Regions from separate parts of the Rattus norvegicus genome. Here region 2 is linked to region 1. Evidence: chromatin contacts called from public Hi-C data. All regions are on one chromosome and are shown on one strand. Each heading gives the region's core, a stretch centred on a gene start, on an enhancer-like site or on the middle of the called end of the contact. The rest is flanking DNA. Distances are from core to core; before and after follow the strand shown. Region 1 holds the start of Csnk2a2 (casein kinase 2 alpha 2). Region 2 overlaps Csnk2a2 (casein kinase 2 alpha 2).

Region 1 (2,723 bases), core at 24-2,523:
GCTGGAGAGATGGCTCAGAGGTTAAGAGCACTGACAGCTCTTCCAGAGGTCCTGAGTTCAACTCCCAGCAACCACATGGTGGCTCACAACCATCTGTATTGGGATCCAATGCCCTCTTCTGGTGTGAAAAAAAAAATATGGACAGGAGAACAAGATAGTCAGGGACCCCAGGAAATCAAAGACTGTTCAAAGCTTGTATGTTCACCAACCCTTAGTCTCTCCTTCGAGGCCGAACTCCTCACTCCCCAGTTCTCCCTCCTCTCAAACAAATAAACAAAAATGCATATTTACAGTCTTAAATTATGTCCCACAAACGACTGGTTCAATACAAAGGGAAAAAAAACCAATAATTTTATGGGGAAACTACCCAGCGGACTCTAGTTTAACCAAGTAGCCTAAAAGATGACTCAGTGGGCTACCAGGGGAATTGGACGGGGAACTGAGAGGATAGGGTAGATCTAGTAGTAGACTGGTTCTGCATGGAAGTTCTCTGCCTCTTGGGGTTGAAGGCGGGGAAATCTGTGGATAGCAGGGTGGAGTCTAGAGGGGGAAAGAGGAGTGAGGAAGGGAGACAGTTTGAGGTGAGGATTCTTGGGTTTAAAGCAAATCAGCTCAGGGCCAGTATAGGAGGTCTTGGTGGTTGACACGAGGTGACTGGACTGAGGGGCGATGCTAAAAGCGGCGCTAGTCGAGGGCAAGGGCTCCTAAGGGGTGACCTGCGGGTGGGCAGGCAGACTACCACTCTGCTTGGCGGGTGGCGAGATCGCTGAGGGGGCGGGCGCCGGCCACAGTCCCCCGGCACTGTAGGGGGCGCTGTGGGCAGGGGCGGGCTGGGGCTGGGCGGTGGCCGCTCCTGGCGAGCTCGGCCCCTTTTCCGGGTTTCCTCCGCCTCCTCCTCCTCCCTCTTCGCCGCCGCCGCCGCCGCTGCCCCTCTCCCGGCCGGTGGCTGCCGCTGCCGCTGCCGCTGCCGCCACCACCGCCTCTGGGGGCCGCGAGCCGAGCGGAGGCCGCCGCGGAGCACGAACCCCGCCGTCCCGCCGGCTGCCGAAGGCCCCGGGCCGGCTTGGCCGGCGCCTCCCGCGCCCCCGGCCCGAGCGTCCGTCCGTCCGCCCGCCCCCGCGGGCCCGGCCTGGCGCGGACGCCCGCCGCCGCCGCGCTCCTCCTCCTGCTCGGGCGGTCCGCGGCCCGCCGCTTCCCGCGCCTGCCGCCCCGCGCTCCGCGCCGCGCCGCCGCCGCCCTCGGCGCCCCGCGGCGCCCCCCGGTCCCGCCCGCCATGCCCGGCCCGGCCGCGGGCAGTCGGGCCCGGGTCTACGCCGAGGTGAACAGCCTGAGGAGCCGCGAGTACTGGGACTACGAAGCCCACGTCCCGAGCTGGGGGTAAAGCCGCCGCCGGCCGCCCCCCGCGCGAACCGCACCTTGCCGGCCGCTCGGCCTCGGGGCTGGCAGGGAGGCCCGACCCCGGCCGCACGTGTCCCCGGCCTCTCCTGTCCGCCCGGCCTCGGTCCCCGGTCCCCGGCTCAGCAGCCGGTGGGGAGAAGCGTAGGGTCAGGGTGGGGGCGGCCCTTCCTCCTCACACTTTGGGCTTCCTATGGGATGGGAAGTCCATGTCTGTCCTCTTGAGCTGTTAAAATCTCTACCTTTTTACTTTCTGAAATGAGGCTGGGAGGGAGGAACATTTTGAACATGGCCCCCCTAGAGGGTGTAAAATGGGAGGCAGGTGCTGTGGAGCCCCGGGCAGGCGGGCACCCCAGTACTACCAGGGGGATACCTTGCTCAGTCCACTTAACAGGGCTCATAAGGCCTCATAGCTGCCTTTTCTCCCTGTGCTTAGAGTCAGTGAGGTTAAGAGCTCTGCAGAATGACGGGAGCCAAGCTTCTGTGTGGCTTTCATTTAGAGAATGAGTCGAGGTGTGATGTCAGGAATACTTTGATTAGCTGGACTTGGTGGATGGATGTATAGTGGACATACGCTTGCTTAATCCCAAATCCTGGCATTTATGTACAATATCTCTTGCCTTTCACAGTAATCAAGATGATTACCAACTGGTTCGAAAACTTGGTCGGGGCAAGTATAGTGAAGTATTTGAGGCCATTAACATCACCAACAATGAGAGGGTGGTTGTAAAAATTCTCAAGGTGAGTGTACTACAGCGGCATGTAACCTTTTACCCCCACAGGGCCAAAGGACCAGCTATTCCAGAATAAGCGGCTCCAGCTCTTGTGTATCTTCTGCAGCACTCCTACCCCATTTTTCCTGTGAGCTTTTGAGAAAATGTGCAGGCTGGTCTTAACGCTGACTTTGATAGGTCAGGAACACTTAAGGTGTAAATTCTGAACTTCTCAAACAAATATGTGAGAGGGGTTGTATCTGATATGAAACAAAGAGATGTTTGCAAGAAAGAAAAGCATTTGCATGTATCATGTCCGTGTAGGGCTCCTAAAATGTACTAGTTACTCTCTGCTCCCAGTTACTCCAGAAAGAAAGTTGTCCAAACAAAACATAACTGGGGTCTTCTCAGAGATAAGTTTAAAGCCAAAAATGCAGGGCAACTCCCCCCAGTTGATAGTTTTGTTTCATTTAGAAGTAAAGTTTCAGGTGGGCTGGATATAGCAAGCCATCACTAAAAGAGATTCGGGGCAACAGAAGAGTACATTTTAGCCCCTGAAATAGTAACCGGAACAAAACTGTCTCAGTGGCAAGACTAGCCCTCTCACTTTGATAA
Region 2 (2,700 bases), core at 159-2,658, 40 kb after region 1:
AGTGAAACTAGTGGCATCACTCAAGACCCCTGCTTCTCAGAAGTAGCTTGATGACTAACCTTGGGCCCTGAGCTCAGGCATTTGTAGAAGTCCCTCTCCACCACTACGTGCAGCACACACGTGGGTGTGTGTGCCTGCTGTCATGTGGCTGATGGCACAGGTCTTCCGTGATGTAGTTTTTTTCCCTAACTGATCCCCCTTGATTGGAGAAGAGCTGAAAAGCTTGAAGGCTGTGTAATTTCTTAACATGCGTGGGCAGCCTTGTGACTTTTAAGCAGTGGAAAGAACCCTTTCCCCAAAGTAACTGAGACAGCTTACTAGATGCCAAGTGCTTTCCACATTGTGATCAATAAAATCCTGTCACTGGCCTCTCAACCGCTCACTTTACCACGATGGGTATGGAGGAGACCAGGCTGGACAGCTTGGTTGTTTGCAGAACCCAGTTGAAAATTTGAGCCCACTTGCAGCCCTACAATGATAGTGGCCTTTTCCCCTGAACAAATACCAAGTCCTCTGATTCCAAAACTCAAGACCTCCTCGGTAAATGTGTCAGATCTGAGAAATGGGCTGGATCTGTTGTCTGGCTTGCAGGATGGTCACCAGGCATCTGCCTAAGCACCTACACTTGAAGGACAGGGCAGAATAGATTGTGACATGTGGCCAGAGTTTCTCTCAGAAGGTCAGGCCGATGGCTACCTTTGTTGGGGGTCAAAGAACAGGAAGAGGATACTTCAAGGCCTGGGCTCATGCTGCGAGTGTCCCATCAAGTGTCGTGGAGAAAACAAGCTTACATCTTGTCCCCAGCCCTGTCCCAAGTGGCCTACCTCACTCTGGCTCAGATTGATTAATGCCCTCTTTCCCCTCCTCCCATCTCTCCCCAGGTCTGTTGCGGTTCCTCCCACTTTTCCATAAGCAGAACAAGAACCAAATCAAAACGTCTTAACGCGTGTAGCGAGATCACGTCCCGAGAGCAGACACAAAATGGTGGCAGGCTTGGCGAACAGGAACTAGACCACCCGAAGGGCAGCCCACCACCGTAAATCAGACCTCACTTCCGAATGTAAAAGGTTCACATGCCTTTGGCTTCCTGTTGACTTCCTCCTGACCCAGAAAGCATGGGAAATGTGAAGGGTATGCAAAAATGGTTGTTGGTTACTGTTGCTCTCCGTGCCCTCGACCCATCCCGTGGCTGCCTGTTGCTCCAGCAAACCCCAAGGACTAGCTGACCACAGACCACAAATGGGATGGGGGCAGTGTATGGCATGGTGGGCAGTTACATATTATTTTAAAAGTATATATATTATTGAATAAAACGTTTTAAAAGAAGTGGATGGAGCGTATTCAGTGTGGAAGGGGCCATTGACCAAGACCTGTGGACAGAGAGGACTGAGTCATCAGTGCACTTGTGCCAAGTTCTAACTAGAGGGAAGCAGGGCCAGGGCGGCATGTTGTCAGACAGAGTGAACAGTCTGGCTTCTACATAGGCTGGGAGAGCTGGGCCGTGTCTTGACTGCAGTCCCCATCGTGTGTCCACCCTTACCTCTTCCAAATGAGTGGCTCAGTATTTGAGGGGGATAAATGCCCCCATGGTGACTTCAGGAGAATGCTGTAAGCTGCCCTTTGCAGTTTCTTTGCTCATGCCTCAACATTTCCTATTACTCAGTTACGCCTACTCCCTTCTGAAGAAATGCCTTAGTCCTGGAGGCAGGTTGAAATCTAACCAATGGGAAGGAGGGATCAAGCCACAGCTACTGCTTCCTGCCCTCATGCTCCCTGGAAAGATAGAGGAGAGCAATTCTCACATGTGTGCATGCGGAAGCCGTTAACAGGAAACTGCCAGTTTACAGAGCCCTTTCAATGTCCTCCGAGGATTGATCCCAGCACGGCTGTGCAGGTGGTGTAAACACAGCTGGGGGTCGGCTAGCCACTGGCCATTCTCACACTGCCTATGGAGCACAGAGGCCCTAGCAGGTTTGGGTGCCAGCTTGCTCCTCAAAGGGCCACTGTCTCTGGACTCATCTGCCACTGGTTCTGAATGCCATGTGACTCTGAGTGTGAACACTCACAGTATTAAAGTGATTATGTGGGAAGGAAATAACGGGCCCATGAGGGCCACCATGCTGTCAATGCCCTTTGAACCCATTTCCATCAGATCCAGTCAGCTCAGCTGGTGTGAAAACATACCCCACCCCACCCTCCAGTGGACACCAGCAAGTACCCTCCAGACCACTGACCATAGACCAAAAAGCCAATGGGCTACAAGTACCTTGCCTTGGTTTCTTTTTGTTTGCTTGCTTGAGGCAGGGTTTCTCTGTAACCTTGACTAACCTGGGAACCACTCTAGACCAGTCTGCCTCTGGAGTGCTGGGATTAAAGGTGCCTGCCTTGCCCTGGCTTACTGTTCTCAAGCTGTCTCCAGGGAGCCTTGTCAATGCAAGGCTCTAGAAAGTCCAGCATTAGTAGCTCATCAGTGTTCTTGAGGATGTACACAGTGGGTATGTGCTTCCTCCACAGACCTGTGCACAGTCCAGGCCCTGTGCAGATGTGCAGGGTCTCTGTGCTGGACAGACGGGTGTGGAGATCCAGCAGTGCTCATAAAGAACTCGGAAGGTTAACTTAATCCTTGGGCTTTTCCTGCTTTTTAACCCTAGTTCTTTGTTTCCCACCGTGGAAGTCATACTTTTCAGAAATCCCAGGCCT

What was found. Hi-C and Micro-C count contacts between places; a contact is called where the count stands out from the background.
Region 2: a contact with region 1 is called in a Hi-C map of Schwann cells, with 1.8 times the contacts expected there. The contact joins the enhancer-like site here to the promoter of Csnk2a2 in region 1.

What each region holds. Positions count from the first base shown.
Region 1 is chr19:9,561,443-9,564,165 of GRCr8, forward strand. Csnk2a2 (casein kinase 2 alpha 2) reads left to right here and starts at 1,274. Exons shown (of 12, transcript NM_001107409.1): 1 at 1,274-1,377; 2 at 2,025-2,136. The coding sequence starts at 1,274.
Region 2 is chr19:9,600,808-9,603,507 of GRCr8, forward strand. It overlaps Csnk2a2 (casein kinase 2 alpha 2), which reads left to right. Exons shown (of 12, transcript NM_001107409.1): 12 at 882-1,329. Among named protein-coding and RNA genes, the nearest start is that of Cfap20, 13 kb to the right of the region's middle. Within about 2 kb of position 1,409, at least 28 of the 93 cell types and tissues checked have an H3K27ac peak or open chromatin away from gene starts, as enhancers often do. A contact at or near this core is called in Schwann cells, where this site is marked.